Regions from separate parts of the Mus musculus genome. Here region 1 is linked to region 2. Evidence: chromatin contacts called from public Hi-C data. All regions are on one chromosome and are shown on one strand. Each heading gives the region's core, a stretch centred on a gene start, on an enhancer-like site or on the middle of the called end of the contact. The rest is flanking DNA. Distances are from core to core; before and after follow the strand shown. Region 1 has its middle 64 kb from the start of Gm30275. Region 2 has its middle 6.8 kb from the start of Gm30392.

What was found. A called contact is a pair of places that touch in the nucleus more often than the background predicts.
Region 1: a Hi-C map of the P5424 cell line shows a contact between it and region 2, with 2.7 times the contacts expected there. The contact joins two enhancer-like sites. A contact is called at or near these places in 1 of 15 datasets of contacts at CTCF or cohesin (CD8 T cells), 17 of 484 Hi-C or Micro-C datasets (CD8 T cells, CD8 central memory T cells, the G1E-ER4 cell line and 13 more) and 4 of 115 datasets of contacts at active chromatin or transcription factors (CD8 T cells, effector CD8 T cells, memory CD8 T cells and 1 more).

Annotation. Positions count from the first base shown.
Region 1 is chr14:54,058,501-54,064,517 of GRCm38.p6, forward strand. It overlaps Tcra and Tcrd. Among named protein-coding and RNA genes, the nearest start is that of Gm30275, 64 kb to the right of the region's middle. Within about 2 kb of position 1,656, at least 59 of the 459 cell types and tissues checked have an H3K27ac peak or open chromatin away from gene starts, as enhancers often do. A contact at or near this core is called in the P5424 cell line, where this site is marked.
Region 2 is chr14:53,999,372-54,005,450 of GRCm38.p6, forward strand. It overlaps Tcra, Tcrd and the pseudogene Trdv3. Among named protein-coding and RNA genes, the nearest start is that of Gm30392, 6.8 kb to the left of the region's middle. Within about 2 kb of position 2,875, at least 17 of the 459 cell types and tissues checked have an H3K27ac peak or open chromatin away from gene starts, as enhancers often do. A contact at or near this core is called in the P5424 cell line, where this site is marked.

The DNA of each region.
Region 1 (6,017 bases), core at 406-2,905, 58 kb after region 2:
TGGTTGTTGTTGTTGTTGTTGTTGTTGTTGTTGTTGTTGTTGTTGTTGTGACTGTAGTGTCAGTGCTGGGACAGTATGGATTTTTGAATGAATGATGAATGAACATGTCAATCAATGCATGAATAATAATAGCGAGAAGGGGAGGAATCTGTTGTAGATCAATGTATTTGGGCTCTGGAGTATCCCGCCCCCACCCCCGCCCCCATCCTCATCCCCACCCCCCACCCCCCCACCCCCCACCCCCGTGTCACTCATTATCTTTCTTCCCTGGGGAAGATAACTGACAGCTAGAGAACAGGCTGGAGGTTATTGGGACTTTAAGAGCCCACACATTTTAGAGAACATTTTACCATCTTGATTCCCTGGGCAGTTTGACTTGTCTACTCCTGTGACCCAGTCTTTAGTGAGACCCAATTTTCTGTGTAGATGTTTTTTTTTCCATTTGGAGAATTGATGCCACCTTGACTGCCATCCTTCTTTCTCTCTCCCTGCTCTAACAATAATATCCTTGAGGACTCAGACTGTGTCATTCGCTAGCTTTCGTGTCTCGTTTGCTGAATATTGAAATGTCGAGTACATATGAAAGGATGAATCAATTAATGAAATTAATGAGCACATGTCAAGGCTTATGGAAAAAGACATTAACTGCTTGGTTTAAGGACCAAAAAGGAAAAGAAGCAGCATCATTCTTTGCGTCTAGGTCCCCAGCCCAGGAGTAGCTTCCATCCTTCTCTGTTATGAGCACACAGTGGTGCACAAGCACCTGCACCCTATGCATAAACCCACAGCTGCTGTGTGCCCTGCCCTGCCCGGGTGCTGCTTGCCATGCTCAGGAGCTGCAATAAGTTCAGCTCTTCGTGTCGCTTTATGCCTTCTTCCTAGGGGAGGTTTTCTAGCTACCCTGAACCTCAAGCCGATGGATCAAGGCTGAGGACACACTCTGATGCCGACACAGACAATGGAGCAGACAAGGTCAGCCTCAGGAAATGTGGTACTTGGAGCACCATTAGCCTTGGACTAACTTGAGCCTCCAGGGATTCTCTATGGAAGTAAGTGGATGGACTGCAGGAAAGATACATGGGGTTCCCGTTCTGTTCTAAGCCTTTTTCTCCCCAACCTCTAAGGGGTTTCTCAATATATAAGGAATTTAGCACGAAGTGGAGGGGATTCAGGGTCCCGGCCAAAGAATTTGCCTTGAGGCTCACAAGATCTTCCAAGTATGTATGCTAAGTTTTTATAATTAACATTTAAAATCAGTTCGGTGAGGGAATCTATTGGGGGGCTCTCCGGCTCCGGGAGGCAGTTCCAAGGTGGCCCAGGTGGGCATCAGTTGATAACAAGAGATCTGAGGAGGCCATGGTTATCATTTTGTTCTACTTCATTGTTCTTAATATCCTATGCCTGTTTCTCCAAAGCTGAGACTGCCTCTGATTCTGATCTTGCCATGAAGAAGAGTCAGGGGACCACTAGATGGCAGCAGATGGTAAGAAATGTAAAGTACGGGCAGGCTCCTGGAGAGCCCGGGCTTGAAGCCCTCCATTTTGCTTTGCATCTTTAATGAGATATGTGAGGAAAATGAGTCCCTTACATGCCAGTTACAGATGCCACAGCATATGGAGAGATGCTGCAAAACAATCTTTCTCTGTTTATTAAACAGGAGGCAGCTACCCAGTCACTCACTGCATCCTGCTGCAGTTGTCCTTTAAGTTGGTGGCTACTATTGTTGACAAGGTAATAACAAGAGAAAGGGGGTGACAGAGTGACAGAGAGGTGTGGACTTGGAGATTACAAGGCATCTCCAAATAGAGGTACAGGGCAAATTACTAGCAAAAGGTGAGAGACCCTGTGTAGCTTTCTGCTGTCACGTTCCTCCCCTGGGGTGTCTGCTGCTCTCTCATCTCCTTGGCAGACCTTGGGGGTTCATTTATCTAGAACCCCTATTACCACTAGACAAGCTCAGTGGTCTGACCTTTCACCACAATCCCCAAATGGGAAAAGGAGCTCTGGGCATTTTAAAGAGCAAACTGTGCTTGCTTCTGTAGCAGACGGAAAAGATATCGCATGACCAGAATGCATTAGGATGCACCTACATATGGGGACTTGCTTTCTAAGCTGTCCAAAACTAAAGTAGGGGTCCACTCCTGCTGGCAGCAGAAACAACACAGCCTGGAAGACACAGCTGTGTGGTGTGTCCCAGGTCTGAAGCCAGACAACTTGGCTGCTTCTTTTCTGTATTTCTATAATTCTTTTTTCTTTCCTTCTCTCTTTCTTTCTTCCTTTCTTTCTTTCCTTCTTTCTTTTTTTCACCATTTACCCAGTACAACAATACCCTATTGAGTTCTTCTAAGCCAGGGTATTTAAAAGCCTTGGGTGGTTTCTGAGAACAGGGTACAAATCTAGGCACCCCTCTTTGGCCTGTTGAGAAACTGGACTGTCCTCCACTAACCACAAAACCCATGGTTACCAGGACTTCTCGGAGTCATTCATTAAAACAGTGATATTGAGGTAAATAATTCAGTCACTTTCCACACAGAGGAACTCGGGCATGGAACTAAGAAACAGCCTCATCTCTCCTGGTCTTCATCCCTTTCCTCTCTTTAGCCCTCCATGGACACCAAGGTGACCTGCCACTGCTTTCCAGTCCCTTGAGAGTGACTCCAGATGCCAAAAACTCTGCCTGTCTGAGTGACCTTAAACAGCCTGTATCCTGTTCATGCCTCATCTGTGATGTGTAACTTGAGGTCCTGGGATTAGATGATGACTGAGTCCTCTTCCAGCTCCTACCATCTTGCAGCTTTGCCTTCCCAAGCTTCTGTCAGCCCTCAAAGGATGGCACACAGAATACAGTTTCCAACAATAGGCCAACTCAGCAGGACCTGGCAACACTTGTTTTCCAGTAGAGAAGAATTGTGGCTGTGGTTGGACTCTTGTTGACATTCTTTGTCCTCTGAAGGAAACAAACCCGGAGGCTTCAGATGTCATTGACACCAACAACAGGGCCTGGGGTGGTCACACCCTTGTGGAAGAAACCTGCCGAGCTGTTCCTGTGGGCTCTGAAGTTGCCTAGTCCAAGACTGAGGATGTTTTAATAACTATTTCTCAAATTTAAAAAAAAGAGCTTTTTATATTCAGCATAGGGGTGTGGGGGGTAAATCAGGTCTCCCAGGAGGGCTCTACTCTCGCCCATAATAGGGGATTGGTTTAGCTCAGCTGCTCCTACAAAGGGTTGAATACAGCAAGCAGCAGTGCAGGCAGCTCCCTGCAGCTCTATGTGAAAATGACTCACAGCGGTTATGAATATCAAGCCTCCTTTGATGTGTTCCCAGACGTGAGGAACAGCCTGGAAGAGGAGGTTGGCTCTGGATGCCTGCTCTGTGGGGTGGTGCACAGAGGCCTGAGCACATCTGGCACTATCCAGAAGCTCCAGGAGAAATTCAGGCTGGGTAATTACCTAGGACTTCCTAGGATACCACAGCTCTGATTCATCATTATGCTCTCTCTGTCTCTGTCTGTCTCTTTGTCTCTCTGTCTCTGTCTCTCTCACACACACACACATGCACAGAGAGACAGAGACAGAGACAGAGACAGAGACAGAGAGAGAATTAGATTCCCCTAGAAACTGCAACCTGTTTCTATACCTTCACCTTTCCCAAGGGGATAACAATTCACATCCATGAATAAAAGTTGTTTTACTGAACACAAAATGAATGTGCCTCCTCACCCAGCATCTGTACCAATTGCTGTAAAGCCATAGACCCTGCCCCAGTCAGCCAAGCGGAAGGAGTTTCCTCTGTAATGGCCATTTCTACACTCTTAGCCTTTCAAGAGGCTGCATGGTACCTTGTTCTTCTAATAGGTTCTCAATGGTGATTGACTACAGTGACTCCAAGTCTTTTCCCCCATTGGCAGCTCATGAGACTGGGTCAATCACACTTAGATATAATAGAAGACAGAGCTGTGGCCACAGCATCCCGGCTTGTAGCAAATGGGTGGGTGAGCCACTACCACTTCATGTCTGTTTCTGGGGAGAATGAATGCATGCAAGGGTTTCTCCCATCTTAGGCCAGGTTCAATAGCATATTCTCTAAGTCTCTGGAAACTTTGGCAGTCTTTATACTTTTAGAAGCAAATAATACTACTGTGTTCTAGTAGATGGTCCCACCCATGCAATGTTGGCAGCACTAAGTAGATTCAGTGGGTAATTTTGAGAGGGACAAAGAGAGGGAGGGAAAGAGAGGGAGGGAGAGAGAGAAAAAGAGAATGAAATTTGAAGGAAACGTGGCAGAGAGAGATGTCAGAGGAACTGAAGAATAGCTGATATGTAAATTTGATCTAACACATTATGTGCATTATGAATATCAGGTAAAATGCATTAAAAAAAAAAGCAATTGTCAAGGGGCATTTAGGGAGGTAATTGATTTAATCCTGTGCTTGCTTATTTTCCTTTTCTGAAATGATGTTTACATTGCAGCTAAGTGGGGCTTTGAGTGAAAATTTCTCGGGAATCCGCAGAGATCTCTGTGCCCTAGGCATGGAAACAAAGCCAGCAGCTCGTTTTCAGGGAGTACTAGCCATGTGTCAGGCACAATGCTTAGAGCCTCCCAGACATCTTCCTCCCTAACGTTCTTGCTCCCTGGGTCAGTGTGTGGGAGCTGGAGGAGGTACTGTGTCTCCACGAGGCAGATAGCAAACCAAAGCCTCAGAAAGGCTAAAACTCTCCTGAGAGTCAACAGCTAAAGTCTCAAAGAAGAACTTGGATTCCAGATTGTTAGATTGCACAGCGTTAGCTCTAACCACTGTGCCATGAGCTATATTCTCATTATCAAGGGCTTATTAAATGTGAGGCACTGGAGTTTTAATAAGGCTTAGCAGAAAAGATTTCACAAAGCTCCTTAACTACACGCTAGAACACAGACAGCTCTCTATGTATACCATTGTGACTGTGCTTGGAGTCTTGTAGACTTGGTATAACTCACGGCGTCTTCTCCCAAGACAAGCACAATGCCCTTGCTTTATCCATCCCCAGTGTTCTTCTATCTCAACTGTCCTGCTCTGAATTCACTCTCTCTGTTGCTCCTTTGCCAAGGTCTTCTACAAAGGAACCTCCAGGACTTGAACTTGATAGCGGCCACATGACTTTAATGAATGCACTGTGTCATAGTTACCCGGCTACTGAACCAGCCACTCTTCTGTTTCATTTTTAAATTTAGCAGGTTCCTCTTGCCTGTTCCTCTGTCTTTTCAGGGGTACAGTGCAAAAGAGAGCTGAAGGGGTAGAGACCGAGAAGATTTCAAACTTGGAGGTCCAGAGAACCAAATAATAAGTCAACTGAAGAAACAAGGCAGCAGGAAATATGGTAGTATGAGTGTAACTGCACTGCTTTCATGACCTCAGAAGACCAGCGAGGATGTATCTAGCAGATACTGTGTGTGTTCAGGTGAAGCAGAAGTCAAGAAGCAAGCATTGCACTGGTTGCAGATCTTGCCAGGAGCAGAGCAGCTGCCGAGACAACTTCAGCCTTGACGCATACATCCAAGATCTCAGAGGAAGAATAGCTTACACGGTGAGCATCCCCTGGTGACATTGACCCAATTGTAGCCTCTTCCTCCAAGCCTCCAAGGGGAAGGATGGCTTCTTCCTGTTAACAGAATCTTCCCTTCGAAGTCGGGTTAATGACTCTTAAACCCTGAGGGAACCCAAGCTTACTTTGTGATGGACTAGACTCCTTTGCAAACCTAACAATATCCCTTATCTACAAGAGTCTGCATCCTACTTTATTTTTAGCAGATCTGTGCTGGCCGCAGCCAGAGAGTGTCAGAGTAACAATTGTCAGTCAAAATCTCCCTAGGATCCTGAGAGACTGGGAGACCAGATGATCACCTCTAAGTAGACACACACCCCAGCCCCTGCCCCATCAGCACAACATTGAATCCTGAGGCAGCCTGGCCATTTTGCCAACCAGTTATTATTTCTTCTGGCAAAATCTAGATTAGGAAAATAAATTGGCTTTGTTTCTG
Region 2 (6,079 bases), core at 1,625-4,124:
AAAAAACAGAAGAAGAAGGCTGTTGCTTTGTGGTCTTTTTGTTTCTTTGTTTTTGTTATTGATTTTTGAGGCAGGGCTTCTCTGTGTAGCCTTGGTTGTCCTGAAACTCATTCTGCAGACCAGAATGGCCTTGAAGTTACAAAAATGCATCTGCCTTTGCCTCCCAAATTCTGGAACTAAAGGCATGCGCCACCCATGCCGGGGGCGGGGTTGGGGGAGAAAAGGAAAGGAAGGGAAAGGAAAAAGAAAAACAGATGTGTAGCCCAGGATGGCCTCAAACTCATGATTGTCCTGTCCCTGATTCTGTCAGCAAATCCTATGCCCAGCACTTGGGAGGCAGAGGCAGGAAGACTTCTGTGAGTTCAAGACCAGCTTGGTCAACAGAGTGAGTTCCAGGACAGCCAAGAGCCACACATAGAAGCCCTGTCTAAAAAAATGAAGGAACAGGAAGAGGAGAAAGAGGAAGAAGAGGAGGAGGAGGAGGAAGAGGAGGAGAAAACAAAGGAATTCTGGGCTAGGTATGACGGCTCATGACTAATCTTAAAATATGAAAGAAGAAAGAAAAATGTAAATAGAGAAAGAGCTGGTAATTTAGAACCATGATAGAATACTTGCCTCGTGTGCAAAAGACCCTCAGTTTAATCTCCAGCACTTCAAAAACTAAAAAACAAGCATATGAATAAATAGATTGATTTTTCACCTGTAGAAATAGTGAAAATAACAAGCAGGCATGCATGCATGTGCTCATAGAATCCTTTCTCATATCGTCTCTGTTATTCCGAGAGCCTTTCCTGGACCCCTTCACTCACCCTGAGCCACTCAATATGCAACTCGAAAAAAACACCGAAAATACTCAACCTACTTCTAGTTTAAATAAAAAGCTACGTTGTTGAAGAAAAGATTTTCCAGTTCTAAGAAGCTACAGAAATACCACACCTGGAAAAGAAAGAAAAAGAATCAAGAACCCAAACAAGCCAGATGTGGTGCATATCTGACTCGAGTAGAGAAGTGTCTCTCCCACACTGTCAGGCCTGTTTGGACATTGTTAGAAGATAAAGAAAACAAGCACATACACATATGTGCACGCATGTACACACACATATGTGTGCATACATATGTGCACACACTCATACATCTCTTTCATGTCTAGATTCTGACATGGCATGATGTGTCCGAGCTAATGAATATGTGCCCTAGAGGCCATGTTGATGAGGATATGTTGACTCCTCTGCCTACGAGACCCAAGTCCTCCCAGTGTCTCATAGGAATGGACTCTAGAGAGAGCAGGAGTGCTAGGAAGCAGATGAGTATTTTACAGTCTTTATTTCATCGACTTGCCACATGGAGGTGCTATCCACCAAGAGGCAAAATGGATGCATGAGCCTGTCTTGTGGTTTCTTAGCTGCTTCAAGTCAGTGGGATCCTACTGGCAGACTAAACCCTGCACTCTCTAATTCTGGTCTTCACGTTTGGTGAGTCCATTTTATATGAATAACTTTTATACTCTCGAAAATCTTAAAAGCTTTCTGATCATGATTCTGGTCAAACCTATAAAACAAGCATTTTTCCCTTGCAAGAGGAACTAGTGGCAATTCAGTTAACACATAAGCCAAACGCTTGTGTCAGAAGGAACAGATGTGACTATGGATCACAATTATACACCAAAGGAGTACCCTACTCTTTCCTGGGATGTTCAACATTCCAACAACAATGCTCAGTTTCTTAAGATAGAGAAGACAATAAAAAAAATAATAAATAAATAAATAAATAAACAAACAAACAAACCTTTGGAGCCAAAAATCTTAAAGAAAAGAACTTCACCCATTGTGAAATATTCAGTCCAGTGATCAGACTCCACTATGTACCACTGCCTTCGGGGAGACACAATACCAAGGACACAGTGGGGAGCTGTACAAAAACCTCAAAGGCCCAGATGAAGTATACTTTGAAGCTGTGAAACCCAAGCTCTGGAACCTCATTCTGTCTAACACAAACCATCCTGTTGGGACACTGTTACAAGATTAAAAACAAAACAAAACAAAACCACCAACACCATTATCTCTAAGTGCCTAAGGCATAGAGATTTTACTGACTAAAGACAAGGTCATTCCTGACTCTCAGACAAGGTCACTGCCCCACTTGTGTTAGCCCTTGTCCTGGGGCAGCTCGAAGGATGCTTAGGCATCAGTGGCTAATGGATGCGGGTCCTGGAGCTACTGCTTACTAACTACTCAAATTTGCCCAAGTTAATTGCTGTCTCAGAGCTTTTGTATTTTCTTGTTTCTTTCTTTCTTTAATAAGTTTATTAGTGAGCATCGGTTGTACCAAGCAGTGGATTTGGGGATAACAGTTTTGTTCAAGTATATCATGTACTTTGATCATATTCATTTCTAATTACTCTCTCCTGTCTCTCCTTCCACAGACTCCTCTTCGAAACTGACTCTAGCTTGTATCAAGTTGACATAAAACTATCCAGCGTATCAGGCTAGCTGGTTTGTGGGCTTTCAGGCAGTCCACTGTGCTCTCCTCCCATCATGTCCTTTGTGCCCTGGAGAAATAGATGTATGTATCTGTTCATCTTTTAATGTGGGTTCCAAAAATAAAACTCAGGTTGTCAGGCTTCTGCAGCAGCATCTTTACCTGCTGAGACATCTTGAAAGTTCCATGGCAGCCCCCTTAGTATCTCTTACACGACTTCTCCTAGGGAGAGGTGAACGAGCATCTATTCACCCCAGATAAGAAGCTGATGATACTAAGTATAATATAAGCATAATGTCTCCTTCAATGAACCAATAGGTTTACTGGAGATACTTACAGGAGAGCAGGTGGAGGTTTTCAGGAGCAGAGATGACTCAAAGGTGGCTACATCACTGAAAAGCTCAGGCAGCATAGGCATAGACTCATAAAAGGGTGCATCTCTGGAGCCTCCCACACAATGTGCAGGAAACTGGGCTGGTTGCCTAGAAAGTCTTCTCTAACAATTTTCACTGCTGATTTAACCTTGGGGAGCTTGTAAATTTCTGCAGTTTTCAGAGACTTGTAAGCTTTGTTTACCTGCTGCTTTGTAAAACAAATGTCCACTAATAAAGTAAGGGAAAAAAAGGAAAGAAGGAAGGAAGGAAGGAAGGAAGGAAGGAAGGAAGGAAGGAAGGAAGGAAGGAAGGAAGGAAGGAAGGAAGGAGAAAGCTCTAAGACAGTAACTAACTTGGCAAAATTTGCAGTTAGTGACTGTACATTTGACAAAATCTCTAATCACCTGTCTTTGGGCATGCATGGGAGTGATTAGTTAGATTCGGTTAGCCTCTGGGCATGCCTGGGAGGGGCTGTCTAGATTAGACTGGTAGATAATTAAGATGGGAAAGCCTACCTTAATTACTTTGTAAGTCTTATCCACAAGCCAATCCAGTGGGAGCATTTTCTTAAATGGTGTTTCCTCTTCCAAAATAACTCTGCTGAAAAGCTGGGGTCCTGGGATGAATGAAAGGGATAGCGCGCGTGGTTCTCAACTTGTGGGACTCGACTCCTTTGGTGCCAAACTACCTTTTTACAGTGGTCTCCTAAGATCATCAGAAAATTTATATTATGATTCATAACTGTAGCAAAATTACTATGCTTCTGAAGTAGCAACAAAGATAACTTTATGGTTGGGGGGGTCACTACAACATGAGGAACTATATTAAAGGGTCACAGCGTTAGGAAGGTTGGGAACCACTGAAAGGGGGAAAGGTGACCTGAACAATAGAATCATCAGCCTGTTTGCTGACAGTGCACACTGTAACCAGCTGCCACAGCTTCCCCTGGGGAGGGCCCAGCCTATCTCAGTATAACTGGTGCCATCCCTGGGCCAGTGGTCCTGGGTTCTGTAAGAAAGCAGGCTGAGTAATCCATAGGGAGCAAGCCAGTAAGCAGCATCCTCCACACTTTCTGCATCAGCTCCTGCCTCCAACTTCTTGCCTTTTTTGAGTTCCAACAACTTAACTGTAAGCTTAAATAAACCTTCTCCTCCCCCAAATTGCTTTGGGTCAGGATGTTTTATCACAGCAATGAAAACCCTAAGATGCCTGGAGTACACAGCACAGCTTACACAAGGGAAGCCCTGCCTGAAAAAGAAGGTGGAAGGCCACAAATAACACTTCAACATTGTCCTCTGACCTACCCACACACACACGCGCGCACATACACACACGCACACGCACGCACGCGGACATGCACAAATAATGGGCAAAATAAAGGAAACTTTAAGATTAAAAAATATTGTAAATGCTTTATACACATTAATTCAATCTTCATAATAATCTTATGAAGTAGTAAGTACAGTGATTATCCCCCATATTAAAGACAAATAAACTAAAACACAGAGAAATTAGCTTACTTGGCTGAGAAGACAACATAAGAAAGACGTTTTACAGATTCAAGTACATTATCCCAAAGCCTGCATCTTAACCCCTCTGCTTGGTTAATTCTCACTGCTGTCTGTAACCCGCCTCACAAAACTGTGCCTGGCATGATTGTCCCTGCTTCAGAGAGGAAGACATTGAACAGTGAAGTGCTAGGGAAGCTCCCCTAAACCATGGTATAGTAAGACTCAAACTTATGTTCACTTGGCCCCAAATTATGTTCTCTCATCTCTTTGCCATTCTACACAAAGCTATAGCTAGTTGGTATATCTTCAGCTGAAAAACAGCCAAACACAACACCTAAAGGTAGAACTAGTGTTTAGTATAAATGAGGCCCTAGGCTCAATCCCAGTATCAAAGAAAATGTATGTAAAGATTTGATTTAAAGAAACATTCTACTGTTACGCCACAAGGTTCCACCCTTCATCCTGACCTACTCAAGTCATCTGGCATAATCTGCATGAATTATGTTCATCAAGTATAAAATAATGTGTGCTTGAGAATGGTAGCCAAAAGGTTTTGTCATGAGTTAGAGACTGAAAAGCATTTCAACAAATTCAAAAATTGATTAAAACAGCCAAGGACATATAGACAGATAGATAGATAGATAGATAGATAGATAGATAGATAGATAGATAGATAGATAGATAGATGATAGATAGATAGATAGATAGATGATAGATAGATAGATAGATAGATAGATAGATAGATAGATAGATAGATGATAGATAGATAGATAGATAGATAGATAGATAGATAGATAGATAGATAGATTCAGTAGGTTTACAGAAATCACTTGCAACATATGGAGAAGGGATTTACAGTACTTTCTATATAGCTATGCAAACTGGTTCAAGGAAAAGAACATTTTTCTGAAAGGAGAATCTCATAAAATCCTTTTACAAAAAAATGCAGCTGTGTCTCACAGGAGGAAGGAAACTATTAACTGGCTATTCTTTCTGAACCTACTTTCTTGAATGTATAATAAGATGTCCTCTTGGGAAACCAGACACAACTCAATATCCAAGCTGTCATTTACTGAAGGATGAGTCTGGTTCAGACCCACAAAGCTTTATAGCTCTACTGACAGGCACCAAGAGAGTCGAGCTACTGACTCCATAGATCCAGTCCAAACTGATGATCCTTCTGTCTGCCTGGATCCAATCAGCTATCACCGTGGGGAAAACGGCATGTATCCTCTCTTAAGAGGCACTTCTAATGAATAAGGTATGGGATGGAAAGGAAATCTAACTAGCCGAAAAATGACTACAAGATAGAAGTAATTAACCACCGAGGTTAAACCACTGACTCATGAATTATAATCACAGCTGAGTGAAAACTACCTGAATAAAATGGGGCTCTAACAGGAAATAGAACATTTGAAGAGACGTTGATAAACTGTAGGAAGACCATCAAAAAGGAGCTGAAATAATATATGCAGAAATGAGGTTTTTTATGAAGGAAGCAAGAATGTTTATAGTTTATAGTATAGAAAAGAGACTGCACATACCCTTGGGTCTTTAAGAGACGTAGTGTGAAAGAGAAATGGTCTGCTTGCTGGAGTCAAGAAATCATTGGGCATCTAACTCTCCCTGCTGTCTGCCTCTGTATCTTTCTTTTTCTAGCCAAGCATTTACCTGTATAGTAAGTGGCTGTTGAACATGCTGCCAGATGGTAATGTG